2 separate regions of the Sus scrofa genome follow, and region 1 is linked to region 2. Evidence: chromatin contacts called from public Hi-C data. All regions are on one chromosome and are shown on one strand. The core of a region is the stretch at or near the end of the contact, and the rest is flanking DNA. Distances in the headings are between cores, read along the strand shown. Region 1 has its middle 79 kb from the start of CTNNAL1. Region 2 holds the start of FAM206A (protein Simiate).

Evidence for each region. Hi-C and Micro-C count contacts between places; a contact is called where the count stands out from the background.
Region 1: a contact with region 2 is called in a Hi-C map of skeletal muscle, with 2.9 times the contacts expected there. The contact joins the enhancer-like site here to the promoter of FAM206A in region 2. A contact is called at or near these places in 1 of 5 promoter capture datasets (liver), 19 of 47 Hi-C or Micro-C datasets (adipose tissue, blood, brain and 12 more) and 2 of 2 datasets of contacts at active chromatin or transcription factors (alveolar macrophages and skeletal muscle).

Annotation. Positions count from the first base shown.
Region 1 is chr1:249,996,146-250,001,820 of Sscrofa11.1, forward strand. No RefSeq gene overlaps it. Among named protein-coding and RNA genes, the nearest start is that of CTNNAL1, 79 kb to the right of the region's middle. Within about 2 kb of position 2,501, at least 52 of the 83 cell types and tissues checked have an H3K27ac peak or open chromatin away from gene starts, as enhancers often do. A contact at or near this core is called in adipose tissue, alveolar macrophages, embryonic fibroblasts and 5 more, where this site is marked.
Region 2 is chr1:249,903,614-249,909,386 of Sscrofa11.1, forward strand. It overlaps FAM206A (protein Simiate), which reads right to left and starts at 1,784. Exons shown (of 6, transcript XM_001924196.7): 1 at 1,595-1,784. The coding sequence starts at 1,685. It overlaps ELP1 (elongator complex protein 1), which reads left to right and starts at 1,937. Exons shown (of 37, transcript XM_001924394.6): 1 at 1,937-2,193. The coding sequence starts at 1,937.

The sequences.
Region 1 (5,675 bases), core at 1,251-3,750, 93 kb after region 2:
CGCTCTGTGGGTTAAGGATCCAGCATTGCGGTGAGCTGTGGTGTAGGTTGCAGAAGCGGCTCAGATCTGGCGTTGCTGTGGCTGTGGTGTAGACCAGCAGCTACAGCTCTGATTTGACCCCTAGCCTGGGAACCTCCATATGCCACAAGTGCACCCCCAAAAAGAGAGAGAAAAGATATTTAACATCAGTTATTCTGCACAGAAGTTGAGAACACAATGAATGAGAAAACTTTTTTTTTTTTTTTTTTTGGTTTTTAGGGCTGCAACGACAGCATATGGAGGTTCCCAGGATAGGGGTTGAATCGGAGTTACAGCTGCCAGCCTACATCACAGCCACAGCAAAGCAGGATCCAAGCCAAGTCTGAGACCTACACCATAGCTCACGGCAATACTGGATCCTTAACCCAGTGAGCGAGGTCAGGGATCAAACCTGAAACCTCATGGTTACTAGTCGGATTTGTTTCCACTGCGCCACAACAGGAACTCCAAGAAAACTGTTTTATTTTTGTATATGAGCATGTCTTTCTAACTTGATTTATATAGTCATTTAAAAATTGGGAGTTCCCATCATGGCTGAGTGGTTAATGAATCTGATTAGCATCCATGTCCTCACAGATGGTTCGATCCCTGGCCTTGCTCAGTTAAGGATCTGGTTAAGGATCTGGCATTGCTGTGGGCTGTGGTGTAGGTCGCAGACACAGCTGGGATCCTATGTGGCTGTGGCTTTGGTGTAGGCCAGCGGCTACAGCTCCGATTTGACCCCTAGCCTGGGAACCTCAATATGCTGCAGTGTGGCCCTAAAACGCAAAAAACACCCCCCCCCAAAAAAAACAAACCAAAAAAACACACATATATATACTGATAGGTGAAATTAACTGAAATAAACTTTAATATTACAGCTATATTTATATACAAACTGGCTTTATTATCATTTAAAAAAACCTAAAATCGAAGAATTCCTTGCAGCACAGCAGGTTAAGGACTCAATGTTGTCTCTGTGAGTATGTGGGTTTGATCCCTGGCCTGGCTCACAGGGTTAAGGATCCATTGCTATCATAGGTTACGGCATGGGCTGCAGATGTTGTTGGGATCAGGTGTTTCTGCGGCTGTGGCTTAGGCCAAAGTTGCATTTCTGACTGACCCCCGGCCTGGGAACCTCCATATGGTGCAGGTGTGGCTGTAAAAGAAAAAAAAATTGAAATGAGAGGTGGGACTAAAGAAAAACATTTATTGTTCTCAGGAAGAAATGAAGTCACTATGAAATTACAACAGTACACTTCAAAATGATGACCAATTTCAGGAGCTTGAAATCCAATATAACCTACTTCACATAACACCACTTTCCTGGTCTGGTTTTCACCAAGGCAATAGAAAAGGTGAGAAAAGAAGGATTAAGAGAAAACCTGCTTTGGTCTGGCTAAATCAGACATATTTTAATGCATAACATCACCTACAAAGAAAAAAAAAAAGCTAATCTGCTGGATAATTATATCCAGATCCCTGTAAGTTTTACAATTGGACATCTCTAAATTACGTTAGGGGTGACAATCACACAGACCATGCTTACCTTATTGGCTTCTTACTCCAAGGTGAATTCTGTCATCTTGCATTTCATACAAATGACAATGAAAGAGTAAACACGAGTCTATTCTTATACTACACAGCGGATAAAATGTCAAGCGCAGTTGCTCCCACCCTGGCACACTGGGTTAAAAATACGACTACAGCGCTTGCTTCACTGCAGGAGGTGACAGTTCGATCCTGCAGGTGCAGTGGGTTAAAGGACCCAGCTGCGGCTCTGGTTGCAGCTAAAACTGGAATTCAATCCCTGGCCCGGAAACTTCCATAGGCCTGGATGCAGCCATCGAAAAAAAAAAGAAAAAAGAAAAAGTTAAGCTTAGTATGAGAGAACATATAATACGGGTTAACAGGAAGGTAGGATCACGCACATGAGAGTGAGGAAGAGAAGCAAGGCAGACAGTGATTTTGTAGGCTTTCATGACATATACATTCAAGAACTTCTGGTAATTATTCAAACCTGCATTATACCAGGCAGACTTTTAATTTAGATCTAATTCTATACAGATAGCTTGGATTTTTTTCAAAGCATATATATAAAAGCACGCTTCTGCGCTCCCCCACCCCAGCTGCTACATCGCTCCAAGCCTCATCTACGCAGCGTTGAGGGCCCCTAAACAGCCCTGGGTCCGCCCTGGGGTTGCTCCTGTGCCTCTCTCAACCCGCTGCTCCTGAGCTTCAGAGGCGCGCACTGTGTCTCCGGGCCGCCAGCCCGCGCGACTCCCTCGGATAGTGGCTGAGGCGGGGGAGAGGACCATCAGGGCAAACGAGCGAGCAGCTTAAGCGAGACTGAGACCGCGCACCTCGAGAACGAGGGCACCAGGCAGGGAGAGCAACCCATCCTTCTTCACCGATCCGCAAAATAAAGTGTGAAGCCCAGCGGGCTGCCGCCCCCATCCCTACGTCCCCCTGCCAAGCCAATCGTATTTCACCGCCATTTTGACGTCAGACAGCAAAGCATAGTAATTGGCCCCCGGTAGGGGGAGCCTGAGCGTCAGAAGAGCAGTGCGCTTGCGCATGGGCGTGTGTTTCCCCACCCCGCCCCCAACCCCGCCTCCCTCCACGCCCCGGGAGGACACCGCGCAAGATGCCTGGGAGAGGTCACGCTCAGATCCCAGGAGGCGGGGTTTGCAGCTCCAGAGGTCGTAGTGGCTACCGAGCCCGAGGCTCCAGTGGCATTCTTGGCTGACGACGCTTGTAGATCCTTACATCACTCGCTGATACAAAGCAGGTACGTGGGGAATGAAATCAGTCTCTCCTGAGCCTCGTTCACCTGACATTATAGGGACTATGATGACAGATCATAAGCCACGCGAGCTCTTCCCAGCGCTTCTTTCCCGCGTCAGAATGAACTGCATCTCTCTGTTCCCTTATAGGCCAAGGGAATGGCATTCGCAAACACGTAGAGGCTTGAAAAACAGCAGGGTGCTTTTTCTGGGGCTGGCGAGTGGAGTGCGAGCTCTGATGCAGGAAGGTGATAATCTAAGGTGAACTCCCCCAAGGAGGCAGGAGCTGATTGCAGTCTCCTTGAGTGCCTAAAGGGATCTAAGGGGCTCAATCCTCCAAGGAAAGGCGATACGTAAAATAAATGATCAAGTGGAAACTAAGGTAGAGGCAGAGATGGAGAGAAGAGGGTGGGCTAGAATAGACATTTTGAAAGCAGAATCTAACAGTTTTACTTGAAGAGAAGTTACAGGTATTACACATTTGTTGCTTAGAAGCAGGTATCTTGTATTGCTTTATGTACACACCAAATATCTGTGATTGGAGTTTCTTTGGAAGATCTTCCTCTAACCCATGCTTGTCCCTCATTCATTCAGGGATGACACCTGTACTCAATTGTTTACTTTACTTTTTAGGGCCTCACCATAGGGAAGTTCCCAGGCTAAGGGTCGAATCAGAACTGGGGCTCCTGGCCTATGCCACAGCCACATCAACGCCAAATTCCAGCCACATCTGCAACCTACACCACAGCTCATGGCACCATTGGATCCTTAACCCACTGAGCGATGCCAGGGGTTGAACCTGCATCCTCACGGATACTAGTTAGGCTTATAGCCTGCTGAGCCACAACAGGAACTCCCCAATTTTTAAGTACTGAAATATTTTAATGTAGCATATGTTTTATTAACCAAATTTAGTGTTTGGTTTACCCTGGATTGGGTGATAGCTGGAAGGTGTGACTTTCAGCACTAACACCAGGATTGTCCTGGGCAAACCAGGCTGAGTCAGTCACTCGAAAATTGACCAACATGTGCTACTGTATTATAAAAAGACTGCATTACTAATAACTTTTTTTTTAAATGGCTGCACCAGTGGTGGCTTACGGAATTTCCCGGGCCAGAGACTGAATCTGAGCCACAGGTGCAACCTAAGGCGCAGCTGTGACAAGGCCAGGTCCTTTAACCCACTGCCCCTGGTGGGCTATCAAACCCTCGCCTCCACAGCAACCTGAACCACTGCAGTCAGGTTCTTAACCTACTGCACCACACCAAGAACTCCATTAATCAGGTTTTTAAAATAAGAGTAGTAATGAGTATATTCATTTTAAAGTGAGGATAAAACAAGGTGGAACAAGGAGCTAATCATCACTTTTAACACTGAATGACTCCCATCTGGGCCAGATTTCCTTGTCTTTCTGTCTTGTTAGGGTCGCACCCTGAGCATATGGAGCTTCCCAGGCGAGGGGTCGAATTGGAGCTGTAGCTGCCGGCCTACACCACAGAGACATCAACGCCAGATCCGAGCCACGTCTGTGACCTACACCACAGCTAGTGGCAATGCTGGATCCTTAACCCACTGAGTGAGGCCAGGGATCGAACCCGCAACCTCATGGTTCCTAGTCAGATTCGTTTCCACTGTGCCACAATGGGAACTCCTATATCTTCCTTTTATATATATCTTTCAGAGTAATGAAGGGATACCACTGACGTATGTCTTCAGTCTTCATAATTTTGGTTCTTTTCTGTGAACCAAAGAAAGTACCACACAGTGTGGTCAATATGGATTCAACAGCCATCACATTCATTTCTTCCAGATGTCAGAGGAAAGCCCCAGGAGGAGCACTGTTTACTATAGCACTCTAACCGGCAAGCAAATTGGGTATTTTAAACTATGGTCTTGAACTGAATAAATATTCATTAAATGATTACACTTTACTGTGTTGAGGAGGTGTGGTTTTTTTTTTTTGTTTGTTTGTTTTTTGGTCATGCCTGGGAGCAAACCTGCATTACAGCAGTGACAAGGTGAGGTCCTTTAACTGCTGAGCAACCAGGGAACTCTGAGATGGTGTTATTTATAATAGGAGCTTGGTTGAAGAATGAGCCTTTCAGAGCCAACTCTAAACAAAGTCGATTACCCAAACATCCAAATGGAGGAAGGAGCACCCCCTCAGTCACCTCCTACCTCCAGTCACCAGCCTGTGCCTGACCTCTGAACTGCCTCTGAAGAGGGCGAGGGTAATGGCACAGGTGGTATCCTGTACATATGGGCAGGCCCACTTCCCTCTCTTCCACCTCCTGCTGTCTAAACCCTCCTGGTAGTCTTCCCTTTGCAGGGAAGGAAATTCAGTCCCATTTCCCCCCCCCCTTTTTTTTGGGCTTTTCTAGGGTTGCACCCACGGCATATGGAGGTTCCCAGGCTGGGGATTGAATCAGAGCTATAGCTGCCAGCCTATGCCACAGCCACAGCAATGCCAGATCCACCTTTGTCAGCAACCTACACCACAGTTCACAGCAACTCTGGATCCTTAACCCACTGAGTGAGCCCAGGGATCAAAACCACGTCCTTATGAATACTAGTCAGGTTTGTAATCCGCTGAGCCACAGTGGGAACTCCAGGTAAGTTACTTTTTATTTTTTATTTTTTTAATTTGTTTTTGGCCACACCCATGGCGTGTGGAAGTTCCCAGGCCAGGGATCAAACCTGTACTGCAGTTGTGACCTGCCCCACAATAGCAACCCTAGCCCCTGAAGTGACAACACCTGATCCTTAACCTGCTGCACCACAAGGGCACTCCCTACGTCAGTTACTTTTTAACCACAATTTTGGAGGAACAAATGAGGTAATATTTTTCTTCAAAACAATTTTGTTTTAAA
Region 2 (5,773 bases), core at 534-3,033:
AGAGAATAGTTAATTATGAAGACTGGACACACACGTCACCGGTAGCCCTATCATTCAAAAAGATGTACCTACAGGCTTCCTATAAAGTACTTCAAGAAATCTGGCCCAGGAGTTCCTGTTGTGGTGCAGCAGAAAGGATCAGACTAGTACCCAGGAGGATGTGGGTTCAATCCCTGGCCTCACTCAGTGAGTGGAGGATCCAGAGTTGCCATAAGCTGTGGTGTAGGACACAGACTAGTTTCGGATCCTGAGTTAATGTGGCTGTGGCTGCGGTGTAGGCTGGCAGTTACAGCTCTGTTTTGATCTCTGGCCTGGGAATTTCCATACGCTGTGGTGGGTTTGGCGCCAAAAAGCAAAAAAAAAAAAAAGAAAGAAAGAAAGAAAAAAAGAAAAAAGAAATCTGGCATGAATGGAATCAATCACCCATTCAGTGTTAAAGTGATGATTAACTCTTTTCTCCATCTTGTTTCATCCTTACTTTAAAATGAGTACACTCATTATTTATTTAAAAAGTGACTAGCAATGCATTTTAGTATAATATAATAGCATACGTTTTGTTGGTCAATTTTAGAGTGATTAACTCATCCTGTTTTGCCCAGGACCATCCAGATGTGAGCAGGGAAAGCCATGCATTCAGCAAAATCCCTCAATCCAGCAATAACCCGGAGGGCTGGTTACATTAAATTTGGTTAATTAAACTTATTCTACTTTAAAATATGTCTTTTTTTTTTTTTTTTTTTTTTGTCTTTTTACAGCCGCACCTGCGGCATATGGAGGTTCCCAGGATAGGGGTCCAATCGGAGCCGTAGCAGGATGCCTACACCACAGCAGTAGCAAAGCGGTATCCGAGCTGCCTCTGCGACCTACACCACCTCAACACCGGATCCTTAACCCACTGAGCAAGGCCAGGGATCGAAGCCCTCATGGGATGCTAGTTGGGTTCGTTAACCACTGAGCCACCACGGGAACCCCTAAAATATTTCAATGTTTTAAAAAATGAGTACACCTGTTATCCGTGAATGAATGGGAACACGTACGGGTTAGAGGAAGGTTCCCAATGATGCGCCAATCACTGATATTTGATGGGTACACAAAGCAGTACAAGATAGCTGCTTCCCGAGCAGCAAAAGTGTAAATAATACCTGTGACTTCTCTTCAAGTAAAACTGTTAGATTCTGTTTTCTAAATGCCTCTGTTTTAACCCATCAGCTCCTCTCCATCCCAATGCCTCTTAGTTTCCACCTCTTCTTGGAGGATTGAGCACTTCAAATCCCTTTAGGCACTCAAGGAGACTACAATCAGCTCCTGCGTCCTTGAGGCATCTCACCTTAGACTACCATCTTCCCGCAAGCAACCCACCCACGAGAACTCGCACTGCACTAGCCAGTCCCAGAATGCACCCTGCTGATTTCCAGGCCTCCACGGGTTTGCAAACACCATTCCCTAGGTCTACAGGGGAACGCGGAGATCCAGTTCCTTCTGACTCGAGAGGGAAGCGCTGGGAAGAGCGTGCATGGCTTGTGATCTGTCTTCACAGTCCCTAAAGTGTCAGACCAATGGGGCTCAAAGGAGACTAGCTTCATTCTCCACTTACCCGCTTTGTACCAGCGAGTGAAATAACGATCCACAAGCGAGGGCACCGCAGGGTCTGCGACCGCCACAGGGGTCTCGGGCTCGGTAGCCATGACGACCGCGGGAGCCGCAATCCCCGCCCTCCAGGACCCTGGCGCTGACTCCCTTCAAGCCCGGAGGAGGTTGTCTTTCCGGCGCGTGGCCAGGAAACAGCAGTGTGCGCATGCGCACTACTCCACTGACCCCGCAGGCTCCTCCCACCGGCGCCAAAACTGTGCTTTGGGGTCTGACGTCAAAGCGGGGGTCAAATACAATAGGCTGGACAGGAGGACGTAAGGCTAGGGGCGGTGGCTAGCGCAGCTTCATGCTTTACTTTGCGGGGCTCAGAGGAAGGACGGCCACGCCTTCTCCGCCTCGTTACGTCACTCCTGTAGTGCGCCGCGCGTGTCCGCTTACCTCGCTGTGGAGTCTGCGTTTCGCGGTTCGCTCCTCTGCCCAGCTCAGTCACTACCGGAGGGGGTCGGGCGGCCCGGCTCCCCTGCCCGGAGACCCCCGTGCTCACCGCGGGCCCAACCTCGGGCGGACGCACGGCTGTTTGGGCGTCCTCAGAGCTCCGCGCAGGTGAGGCTCGCAGGGACGTAGCTGGGGTGGAGGACATGGAAGCGGGCCTGTGTATCTTGGAGTGTGTTGATGCAGGGCTTCCCCGAATGCCCAACCGAGGTTTGCTGCAGGCCTTTGAGTGAATTGTGGCGTGACCACCTCTGCCTTCCAGCCTTAAGTTTTTTGCAGAACAGCTGCCTGCTCCGCCTTCCGAGGGCTCTGAGCGGTGCCGCAGGCTGGGGAGGACCTGCTGCTCCGCTAGCTGCAAGCGAATCCAGTCTCCATATTCCTTTCAGGTGCTGACCATGCTGTTGAACCAATTAACACGTCAGTTAAAGCGAAACGATGCTTTAATTGATAGAAGGTGACGGTAGTAAAGATTTAGGTTGCAGGGCTGCAACCCCTTCTCGCATCTGCAACTTTCTTGGAGATGTTGTCCCTGCGTTTCTCCATGTATTGTGGTATCTTATGGCTCTCTCCCCCGTTAAGCTGTGACCTCCGTGGAGGCAATGATTGTCAGTCATCCTTTGTCCAGAACCACCATTTAGCAACTGCTCAGTAGGTGTTTGATGTAGGTCTCAAACCGGATGGTAGGATTAAGTACTGTGTAAAGGATTCAAACCTTACTGAAACTGACAGTATTAATGGCCTGAACCTAGCCAGAACACAGATTGGGACTTGAACCCATGTGCCGGGACTCCAACCCGGCCTAAACCCAGATTGGACTTAAGCCCACAGTTTTAAATTAGAATTGCTCACCCTAAGTCTGGACTCACTGAGGTTCAGGTTCTTCATGTCTCCACGCAGAAGGAATTCAGTGAGAGACAAAGTGATAGGCAGGAAATATATTTGTTAAGGTAGGACGCTTGTGAGAGATGCAAGCGGGCAAGCATGGAAGCCCTGCCCCAAGGATCCAGCTTTAAGCAAGCCTGCCTTGTGCTGATGGTTTTCTTGAGCAATTTATTAACTTATAGTGCTCTCCCAATATCCCCTAAGTTTCCTTCTTTAAATATGGTCCTTTATCAGGACTTTTACAACTACCTGTGTCTACTCCATCCCTATCATTACATCGACAGGCAGGGCAGTAACCAATGAATAGTTTAATGTGAACCTGTGGGCTCAAGGGAGGCAGACACAGTTTCAGCTTGGAGGACAGAAAAGATAGAAATGCCATGTCCCCAAGGGGAAAACTAATTTGGTGGAGAATAACCAAGTATTTTATTCAACAGGTTGTATTTGATGTGCTTTTGAGGAATCCTTGTGATAATGTCAGGAGTTTGAAAATGTGAGTTTAGCTGTTTCACTTTGGGGAGGGTCAGGGCTAGTCATTTAGGTCTAATGAGCTTATTAGTAATCTGTTTGGTACAGGTAGGCCATAGGATTGATAATTAGCCAAGAGGGGCAGTGCTGAAGCAACAAGGGAAGAAAATAGAGAGGTTTGTCAGAAGTTTCAGAGGATCCAGGATTGATCTATGGTGTGGAGAAATCTTTAGCACATTTAAAGGCTGAGAAAGAATGAGTGATTGAGGGCAGGTGAGTTAGAGATTGCAGATATAAAAGAAAGGGTACAGATAAGCCGAGGTCCCTGAGAGTTTGATCCTGGTCTTGAAAAAGAATAGGACACTTCTGAGAAGACAGTGTAGGATCAGTAAGGATGATAGGTGTGAACATTTAGTTCATTTTGAGGCTAGAAGGGTGGGGAGGAGGCAGATGGATGACCTTGGCCACTAATTTTCAAAGCTCAGAGATTTGAGAACTCAGGTTTCCTGTCTTTGTCAATCAGGTTCCAGTTGGGAAAATAGAAACTACTCAGTATTTCAACAGAATTCAAGATGAAGAATTGGTGAAATAGTTGTTGGAGGAACGAAAAGCAAAAGGGAAGCAGTGAAGTAACTTAAAAAGTGAACTGTTGGAAGAAGTTAGAACACTTAACCTAGGTTTGAGGCTCAAAACAAGGGAAACTGTTGGGTTATCATGACCTAACCTGGAGGAAAGGCGTTGTAAAGCTGGTATTATTCTCCTCCAGAATGCAGAGGAGGAGCTCCACATTATTGGATTTCAGGCACCTGGATGGGACACCTGCCTGGTTAGTGCTGGTACCTCTGGGATGGTTGTGATCAGGCTGGTCCTGGGAGTGCTGGAGACTGGGACCAAGGGCCCCTTTAAGGGTGAAGGCCTATTGCTGGGGCAACATTGATAGCAACAGCAAGGTACCTGGAAAAAGAGAGTCTGTCTCAGCTTCTGCCTTGACTTTCTAAATTCTTGTGTTGGGGTCCGTGGACCCCAGAAGTCCACAGGTTGTTGGTGAATAGAATCCAAGTTCACAGGGAGGCACTTTGGTGGTCTGATCATAGCAGCAGTAAAAGCAATAATTATTATTAGCTAAACCAGCCTGAAATTCACCTGGTCCTCTCACCTGCCCACTTTTATCCCTTTCAAACTCCCCTCTAGGCAGAATGCCTCTCATCTCAAATCTTCCCATCCTTTCAGATCTTTGAAAGTGGTCAACTTTATCATGTGTGAAGATGAAAGATAAAATCATTTTTTTTATATGCTTTGAAAAACCCAAGCTTTTTATATAGAATTAAATCTAAATTGAGAGCTGACCCGGAATAATACCAGGTCAAATAATTTCCAGAAGTTCTTGAATGTAAATGTCGTGAAAGCCTACAAAAGCATTGTCTGCCTTGATTCTCTTCCTCACTTGCACCATGTGTGGTCCTGCTTTCCTCTTAACTGACATTATATGTTGTCTCATTCATACTGCACTGAATATTTTATCTGCTTTAACTTTATGTAGTATAAGAATCAACTCATGTTTGTTCTTTCTTTTTATGGCCGTACCTGCAGCATATGAGAGTTCACTGAGCAAGGGAAAGGGTGGACCCACATCCTCACAGAGACACAGTGGGAACTCCTCATGTTAATTCTTTCATTGGCATGTGTATGAAATGCAAGATGAGAAAATTCACCTTGGATTAAGGTGCCAGTAAGGCCAATGTGGTCTGTTAAATTGTCACCCCTACCTGAGTTAGAAACTTCTATTTATAAACCTTACTAGGATCTGGATATAAATATCCAGCACATTAACTTTTTTTCCCTTCTTAGATAATGCTATGCATTAAAGCAAGTCTGATTTTGCCAGTCCAAAGTAGGTTTCCTATTGTTCATTCCTTTCTGACCTTTGCTATTGCTCCGGTGAAAGCAGGATAAGAAAGCAGAGTTACTTGAAGTAGTTATATCAGGCTTCAAGCTCCTGGAATTATTGGTGATTATTTTGAAGTATGCTGTTGTGATTTCATAGTCTTTTCTTGAGAATAATAAATGGCTTATCTTTCATTTCATTTTTATTATTATTATTTTTGACTGTGCCCATGACATGTGGAAGTTCCCAGGGCCAGGGACTGAACCTCAGCAACAGCAGTGACTCAAGACACCGCAGTGACAACACTGATCCTTAAATTGCTGTGTCAAAAGAGAACTCTCAATTTTAATTTTTTAATGAAGATACAAAGCCAGTCTATAAATGTACGTTGGATTTTTTTTTCTTTTTGGTCTCTTTTTAGTGCCGCACCTGCAGCATATGGAGATTCCCAGGCTA